3 separate regions of the Mus musculus genome follow, and regions 1 and 2 are each linked to region 3. A link is a contact called in public Hi-C data. All regions are on one chromosome and are shown on one strand. The core of a region is the stretch at or near the end of the contact, and the rest is flanking DNA. Distances in the headings are between cores, read along the strand shown. Region 1 overlaps Cacna1i (calcium channel, voltage-dependent, alpha 1I subunit). Region 2 overlaps Cacna1i (calcium channel, voltage-dependent, alpha 1I subunit). Region 3 holds the start of Cacna1i (calcium channel, voltage-dependent, alpha 1I subunit).

The links. A called contact is a pair of places that touch in the nucleus more often than the background predicts.
Region 1: a contact with region 3 is called in a Hi-C map of the N1E-115 cell line, with 12 times the contacts expected there. The contact joins the enhancer-like site here to the promoter of Cacna1i in region 3. A contact is called at or near these places in 11 of 39 promoter capture datasets (the C10 cell line, the HPC-7 cell line, HPC-7-derived erythroid cells and 6 more), 2 of 15 datasets of contacts at CTCF or cohesin (the NIH/3T3 cell line and large pre-B cells), 27 of 484 Hi-C or Micro-C datasets (B cells, CD4 T cells, the F1.1 cell line and 17 more), 2 of 115 datasets of contacts at active chromatin or transcription factors (both in embryonic stem cells) and 3 of 9 other capture datasets (adipose tissue, embryonic stem cells and liver).
Region 2: a Hi-C map of cerebellar granule neurons shows a contact between it and region 3, with 2.1 times the contacts expected there. The contact joins the enhancer-like site here to the promoter of Cacna1i in region 3. A contact is called at or near these places in 16 of 39 promoter capture datasets (the 3T3-L1 cell line, the C10 cell line, the HPC-7 cell line and 11 more), 3 of 15 datasets of contacts at CTCF or cohesin (CD8 T cells, the NIH/3T3 cell line and pro-B cells), 19 of 484 Hi-C or Micro-C datasets (B cells, the F1.1 cell line, the G1E-ER4 cell line and 11 more), 2 of 115 datasets of contacts at active chromatin or transcription factors (embryonic stem cells and forebrain) and 5 of 9 other capture datasets (adipose tissue, embryonic stem cells, liver and 2 more).

The regions. Positions count from the first base shown.
Region 1 is chr15:80,345,407-80,348,106 of GRCm38.p6, reverse strand. All of the region lies in intron 5 of Cacna1i (calcium channel, voltage-dependent, alpha 1I subunit), which reads right to left. Among named protein-coding and RNA genes, the nearest start is that of Gm41363, 54 kb to the left of the region's middle. Within about 2 kb of position 1,441, at least 3 of the 459 cell types and tissues checked have an H3K27ac peak or open chromatin away from gene starts, as enhancers often do. A contact at or near this core is called in the N1E-115 cell line, where this site is marked.
Region 2 is chr15:80,326,557-80,329,256 of GRCm38.p6, reverse strand. The region is part of intron 4 of Cacna1i (calcium channel, voltage-dependent, alpha 1I subunit); the gene reads right to left. Among named protein-coding and RNA genes, the nearest start is that of Gm31319, 38 kb to the right of the region's middle. Within about 2 kb of position 1,431, at least 12 of the 459 cell types and tissues checked have an H3K27ac peak or open chromatin away from gene starts, as enhancers often do. A contact at or near this core is called in cerebellar granule neurons, where this site is marked.
Region 3 is chr15:80,285,979-80,288,678 of GRCm38.p6, reverse strand. It overlaps Cacna1i (calcium channel, voltage-dependent, alpha 1I subunit), which reads right to left and starts at 1,441. Exons shown (of 37, transcript NM_001044308.2): 1 at 902-1,441. Gm31319 (a long non-coding RNA gene) reads left to right here. Exons shown (of 2, transcript XR_384257.3): 2 at 267-811.

The sequences.
Region 1 (2,700 bases), core at 192-2,691, 59 kb before region 3:
TTTAGACAGGCATTCCCAAGGACCAACAGGACCTCTTTACTCAGCATCCCCTGGCTGGGTAGCAGAAGGATGTGAATTTAAACTATTGCCTGGTACTGAGTCTCCTCCTCTTTCTATGGCCAATTCTTTTCCCTAGACGGCTTACTCACCCTAACAACCTCCTATCGCCTGCCTCAGCCTAGTAAAACCTCGCTCTGTGGAGCCTTCTCAACCTTCTCTCACCAAAGCATTCAATCCTCCACTCCAGGCAATCTCAGCCTCTCCTAGCCTAGGCTACCTTGTACAGTTACAGTTTGTATGTTGTGCGGCCCAAGAGATTTGCATCCCATTTGCATCAGCATCTAACCTTAATCAATACCCATCCGTCTGTATATTTTCCTGTCCTATCTACTGGGCTGTGAACTCCTGGGGAACAGGGTCTGTGTCTGAGCCACCTCAATAGTCCCAGAAGCCAGCGTGGCCTAACCTAGAAGATAAGCTTAACCAACGTTTGCTGGATGACTGACTGGGAATGAGGAGAAGATTGGAGGCAGGGAGGGGCGAGTGATGATGACAGGTAGGAAGAGTTGGTCCTGTTGGACTTTGGTTGATGCCAGCGTGATGCTGAGGTGGTTATTAATGAGGATAATTATCATGGATTTGCATCACAAGCTTGGTGTGGAGTGATTTCCAATCAATAATTAATGTCCACCCCATCTTCCCTCCCCACAAAACTAGGTCAGCGTCCTCTCAGGGAAAGCAACGGGGCTCCCCTGGCAAGCTGCGTCATCCAACTGAGAACATCTAGGCCCAGGGCTCAGCACCTTACATTGCTTTAACATCTACCCTCCAACATGGGAACAAGGAGGGAGGCAAGGAAACAAGACGTGTCCTCACGTGATCCCCAAAATGAACCAACTGCAAGCCTTCCCAGGGCTGCAATCACTCATTCATGGTTCGCAAGCATGCATTCATTCATCGAGTGGTAGACTGCCTGCCAGCACTGCACTGAGAATTCCCCCTCAGAGCTCCCAGCCCAGCAGCGGGGTCCAGATGCAGCGGTGCTGAGCAGAAGGACTGTTGTGAAGGACACATTTGTGGGGAGGATGAAGTGGAGCTGGGCCCTACAAGATATGAAAAATCTGCCAGAGGTGCTGAGGGGAAGTGTAGCCTGAGAGCATGCAGAGCTGCCAGGCCAGGCCTGGGGCTGCTGTAGAGGATTCCAATGAGTTGAGTAGGGCAGGTCTGGGAGGAAGGATGACAAATCAAAGGTTGGTGTCACTGTCACCAGCAGGTCTCAAAACAGCCACCGTCCTTGAGTGGCTCTGGGGTCTGGAAAGTGGCAATCCTAGAATCCACGCAAAGGCAGTGGATGAAGACCAGGCGCTGGACCAGACCACCTCAAGGAGGCAGCAGGCTCCTCTCCACGCGTGGCTCACTAACCAGCTCAACGCCAGCCCGGCTGCTCCTGGCTGCTCCCAGGGGTGGCCTTTATTGCTCAATTAATTACATTTCCCTTGTTCTCCAGGATATTGAAATTCTGAGCTGCCAGCTACTTTCCCTGAATGGCAGCCCCCTCCCTCTGCTTCTTTCCCACCCAGGGGCCCAGCCCCTCTCTCTGGGTTCCTCTCTCCAGGGCCTGGGGAATCCCGGGGCCACAGAGCCAAGGTGTAATTAGGAAACTAGGAATTTAGCACAAATTTAATTCATCCGTGGCTGCCCAGGGAATTGGGACCATGGGATTGGGAGTCAGGCCCCAAAGAGCCTAGCTGAGCCTTCTTTTACATACTTGGTACAGTAAGGTAGCCAAGACAGGTAGGATGTTGATGCTCTTTCTCTAGTACCCTGGCGCTAGGCGCATGAGGTCAAGGTAGGAAGGGGCAAAAGGCAGGGGCATAGACAGAGCCGTAGAAAGAAATGGAGATAGAGATGGGGAGATCAGGGGCAGGACAGGACCGAGGGACAGGGGGACAAAGGGACAGAGGCAAGAGTACATGCATGGAAGGAAGTACCACCTCCAGACTTCTCTATGTGCTCTATCTCTTCCTCCAAGCAGCCTTCCTGGGTTTCACCACACCTAGTCAAAAGTGCCCATCCTCTAGCCCAGCTGTCCCCTGACAGCCACCTTCTCTGAGGCTGGGCTTACTCTGGGGGCCTTCAGACTAGGTCAGGAGCCAGGTGGACCATGATGTCAATGGCCCCAAGAGTCTAGCTAAGGGCCTGTTCCCCAGCCAAGAAGGGACAGGGGACACAAGAAGGGACAGGGGACATTAGACCCACCCCTGGTGGCAGCCAGCACAGACCAAATGAAGAGGTCTAGGTTCTAGTCCCAGCTGGGCAGCAAGACATACCCCTCCCAGGGCCTCAGTAGCCTCACGTATAGGCAGGCAGGTCCCACTACACTAAGTACATACACTGCATACACACTACGCCTTCTCTTCGTCCTCTTCATCCTCCTCCTTTTCCTCCTCTTCTTCAACTCTGCCCACAGTCCATTCAAAACATCCCTATCAGGACAGCGCAGGGTCCACTCCCAGAGGCAGCCCTAGCCTGTACCACTGTATCCTCTGTACCACTGTATCCTCTGTACCATTGTATTCTCTGCAGACCCAGCTTCTTGCATCCCTCTGAGCCATCACACAGTCAGAAAGGCATCTCACTCCTTCTGTTCTCCTGGTCTGGGCTCTCCTCTTCTGGCCTCTGGGAATGGGCTGGTGTCTG
Region 2 (2,700 bases), core at 182-2,681, 41 kb before region 3:
CACTGCTCAGCCTCAGCGTTAGGCTTATAGATCCGAGCTGAGCCCCACGTCCCACTCAGCGATGCCTGACTGTTTTGTTTTGCACGTGTCTTTGTGTAGTGTGTGTTTCTGTTCCCATGTGTGAGGTGCATGCGTGCATGTGAAAGCCTTTCTTGACAGCTCTTCACCCTTATTCACTGAGGCAAATTCTCTAATTAGAACCTAAAGCTCACCAACGGGGATAGTCTAGTTAGCCAGGTTTCTCTGGGAATTCCGTCTTGGCCTTGAGGTCTTTGGAATTACAGGGGAGCTGCTATGCCCACGTGGCTTTTAAGAGAGAAGGAGAGTTCCAAATTCTAATCGCCATACTCGTAAGAGGAGCATGTTATCGTGCACTGAGCCATCCCCAGTGCATGGCTTTTTTTATATGTGTGCCACCACTTACAATGTCTGCCCCCCCTGAGGTGAGCTCAGGCTGGTCTTGGCACCACCTGACGGGGGCTATGCTACAGGTAGGTGGGAGAAAGGTGGGAGGAAACATTTCCTCTCCGAGGATTCACCTCACAGCTTCCTGAGGGTCAGTGAGACTTCCCAAGACCTTGGGACAGGCTAATGGATGATTTCGACCTCTGGAAAGGTGACATTCTCTCATTGAGTGAACACGGGCTCAGCCATATCTGAGAAATCCCAGGACCCCCTATATAATGTAGTGACCTGGAGCTGGCTACCAGTTTCTGTGAGTGTCCACTCATCTGCAGAGCAGCCTTAACCTCCTGGGATCCTGGGGCTCGGGACAAGACGGCAGCTATGAAAGAGCTCAGCCCATCAGCAAGCAAACAGAAGCTGGCTCCCATTGCCCAAGCTTCTGGCTGTGCTCCAAGGAACCCAGGGCCAGGAGGTTCCCCCTCTTAACCTCCTGGGATATACCCTCCTTGTTCTCGAGCCATGAGGCACGGGAGGAGCTGACACCCACCAAGGCTGGCTCAGGAATGTACACAGCACCCAGTCCAGCCGAGCCAAGCCAAGAAGGCTCCATTCTGGACCTCCTGGGCAGAGCAGAAGAGGACAGATGAGAAAGTCTCTGCTGATGCCATCCATCCTGCACAGAGCAGTGAACTCCAGGGAGCAAAGCTAGCACAGAAGAAACATCAGAGCTAAGAAATGGCAGCACAGGCGGGGACGTCCGTGAGGATTCTGGCACCAGTCATCATGGAGGGCAAGGCTCTTCAGCAAAAGAGCTGAGAGAAATCCCATCACTGACTCTTGAGGTTTCTGCCTGACTCACACCTGACCAGTGTGACTCATCAGGCAGGTCTGAGGATCTCTGGCAACTCGCCCAACCCCCACGGTGGCTACCATCTTGTTTCCATGGAAACGGGCCTACACAGTGACCATCACCTGTTCTAACCAGCCGCGCATGCAATCAAAACCAACATTTACACTCAGATTCTCACTAGAACCTTCCAGGGTCCACACCCACCCAATAATGCATCCTCACTTCACTCTTCAGCACCAGGCAGGAAAGCAGTGCCAGGGGCCTCCCCTTGTCCTTGACTCGGGACCTGCCGTCAGAGAGAAGACCTATAAAGCCCCAAAGTAATTTTGGTCAGTGACACAGCCCACAGGGCCCCTTGGGCATCTTGACAACTCTGGAGTTTCCCTGAGCCACACAGAATACAAACACAGACACACGGGAAGAAGGCTCCTCCACAGGCTTCTGGAGACCATGAATGGAGTCCAGTAAATGACCCTGTGGTCACCGAATTGAGCTAAGCCCACTGGCAGGCAATGGCCTCTGTGGCACTTGTATGACCAATGCCAACTTTAGATTCCTCAGCAGAGTACAGACCCTGCCCAGCCAGCCTGGACAGAGCTACGGAAGTGGCAGCCAGGGACCACAGCTTCAACAAGGACACTGCCCACCAAGAGTCCTCTTCTCTGATCTGACTTGACCCCACAGAGTAGTTGTTCTTGGTGAGCCAAAGTCAAACCTGCTTTCTGCTTCCTTTTGCCTTCCTGTAGCTAAAAGTAGCCGTGAGATTTGACTCTCGCCAAGCATTAGGAAAGGAAGGGATTTGGTAGAGAAACACACACACACACACACACACACACACATTGCTTTCTGACCCAAGTAGACAGGCAGGGCTGAAATAGCCATCTCTCCGCCCTTCCATATGGCCTTCAATTCAGATATCCATAGCTCCAGCCACTGCCTTATGACCACTGAAGAAATGACTGGGAAAATCACAAGGGTGTCAGCTCCTGCATGGCAGGAGTGATGATCCACATCTCCCGGTGCTTCCTATGCAGGTCACAGGAGATGACTCTCTGAATCTCTGAGAGCATCGGACCACCACACAGGACCCCTGAGTGAATGTAGATTCCTAGGTCCTACCATACCTGATAGGCCCACATCCCTGTAGTGGGGCCCAAGAGGCTGCCCCCATGACGCTGCTGCTCTCTGGAGCATGTAGAGAGGTGAAGGTTGTGTTTGAAGGTTGAGGAGATCACCTATCCCAACTTGCACACTACTGTGTGCAAGGAGGGACTAATCCCCACCTTCAACCTGTCATACCCAGAGTGCCCCCAAGAGCCTTTACCCAATGGGGATATGGCTTCTCTGTAGCCTTCAGTTAGAATGCCACCCCCCCCCCAAAGTCTTAAATACAAGTCTACCACACGTATTTAAGGCAAAGATGCATACAGCAGTGGTACAGAGTA
Region 3 (2,700 bases), core at 192-2,691:
GAATACATTCAGGGGTCTCTCCTTGGACCCCGATCTCCTCTCAAAAACCTAAGATCCTGCTGAGAAAGGACAGAGCACAGGGGCTGGCCGCTGTCTCCGCTGGGCCTATTTCTGAGCCCCCTCCCCCAGGCTTCCTGACCTCCCAGAAAAGAGATCTACCCACCCCCTGCTGAGCCCTCTTGCCCCTTCACTCCACACACACCATCCAACAGACAATTAAATCCCAATCATCACAAACACTCATTATATAACCTTCTCCCTGGCAGCTGAGGACTCCTCTTGGCCCCTTGGACTGCCCGCTCCAACCCGACCTGGCTTCATGCAGCGCGACCTAGGTGGGCGCCTAGGGTGACTGGCGAAGGAAGGGCCCTCCACCACCCGGCCTGGAGGAAAGTTAAACCCTGCCCGGGGTTCTCTCACTCAATCCCGCCCGCCGTCCTCCGTCTCTAGCTAACGCTCCTAGCTCAGCCCTGCCGGACACTGGCACCAGCTCTGATCCAGCTGGTCGCAGAGCCGCAGCAGAGGGACAGCAGGACGGACGGACAGACCGCCCGGGCCCCCGCCAGCAGCCTGACTTGTTGAATAAATTTCTGCAGCGCTGGTTGAGCCGGCTTTGGGTTTCAGTATTGGCACCAAGAGAACTTTCGTGGCCTTGGAGAGGGGCCCCGGTCAAAGTTCCCTGTCCTTCCAACGCAGGGCCCCCACCCCACCCCCCAAGCAAGGGATGTGACGCCCACCTGATGGGTACGCGCGGGCGGGTGAGGGGGATCAGTCCCCAGAAATAATAAATAAATAAATAAACAAACAAAAACGCCTCTATAAAGAAAGAGCCCGACGCGCCAAGAAACCAAGCTGGGGGCTGAGCCTCTCCTTCCCCCTCCACCGTCACTGCCTCCCCTACCTTGGCATGGACGTGGCTGGGCAGCGGGGTCGTCCCGGGCAGAGATGCGGGGGTGACGCGTGTCCCCGAAGCCGGCGTGGAGAGGGACCCCGCGCCCCGCCGGCCCCACGCCTCAGATTCCGGGATCAGCTGCGCCCCCGGGGCGAGGGGGGCGGCGCACGCAGGGTGGCGGGCCCGGGGGCGCGGGCCATGGCGGGCGGGTCGCCGCGGCTCGGGGCGGGTGGCGCGGACGAGCGGCGGACCGCGCGGAGTTGGAGCGCGCGGCGGGCGGCGGGCGCGCGGCGCTCCGGGCCGGGGGCGGGGGCGCGGGGCCGCGGCAGGGCAGGTGCGGGGCGGCAGGCGCGGCGGAGCGCGGGGTCGGGTCACCCGGGTCCCCGGCTTCGGCGCCCCTGGCGCCCCCGGCCCGGACTCGAGGCGCAAAGGGGCTGCGCGCGACGGGGGCTGCGGAGGAGCCGGAGCGCCAGGCGGTGCGGGGACGTGCGGCGGCGGCGAGACCGAGCCGCGCCGCGTGCGAGGAAAAGCCGTCCTTATACTGACACCAAATGTCTTCGGGGAAAGCTGCAGGCTCGGGGCGCTGGAGGGGGAGGTGTGCGGGCGACAGACTGAGTGACGGTGGCGCGACTGAGTCCCCTCCGGAGAGGCGGGAGCCCCCGGGAGTGCAGCCACCTCCTAACAATTTAGGGTCGCACCGCTGGGGAGGGTCCTGACCCTTTTGGCCCTGGGCTTTGTCCATCATGCGTAAAAACGGGAGAGCCTTTGAATGAGCAGCCCAGGTGCCTAACGCTTATTGGTCTTGTTACACTTCGGATTCTCACTGGGCTTCCTGTTGGGGTGCTTGCTCCACTGCCCAATGAGGGGGTCACCAGCATAATGCTCGAACCGGTCTCCAAAGGTCGTTCAGAAACCCAAGTTCCCACCAAGCTTCCCATTCTGGTCCCACTTCTTCCTGCCCTTCAAGATGGACGCAAAAGACCACCAGCAGTGGCCGTTGCATGCCTGTAATCCCAGAAGAAGCAGGCAGACCTTTAAATTCGAGATTATCCTTAGTCCATAAAGCCAGTTCCAGGCCTACATAATGAGAACCCAATCTCAAAAAAAGAAAAGGAAAATCCTACCTCCTTTTAAAAGCTTCTGAGTGACCTACACGCCCCCCTCCCGTCCACGAGGTGAGCAGATGCCCATCTTTACCCAGCTGCAAGGTCAATCTTCCACCTCACCCCTGGGCAGCTGAGAGACCATGAAATGGGCACCCATCTCTCTTGTTTTCTGCAGCACCAACTCCCCAATCCCAGCCCTCTTACCAGGTAGCCCCACCTCCCCCCTGCATGGGTTATAGACTCCAGGAAGGAGTGTGCAGGATTGTGAGCCCTTTTCATTGGTTCCTATGTATATAAGCAGATTAAAGGTATCGAGATCCTGCCAAATGCCAATCAACTGCTTGTTTTCCCTGGGACCCTGGAACAGGGCACCTCATTTTGCTGTCAACAAAACTTGAGACTAGAGATGAGCCTTAAGCCAGAGGTCGCTCTGCTGGAGAGCAGCCGCCCCATGTATGAAGTGGGTGCTCCCCGGTCCATACCCACTGTCAGTTTGTCTTAGCTTTCTGCTGCTGGAATGGTAGGACATTGACCAACAGCAACTCTGGGAGGAAAGGGTTTATTGGGCTTTAAGCAGCCATCATGCAGGAAGCTGGAGGCAGGGACTGAAGCAGAGGCTACCAGAGGGCTGCTGCTTCCTGACTTGTTCCTGGTGGCTTGCTTAGCTTGCTTTCTTATACAACCCAGGACCACTTATCCAGG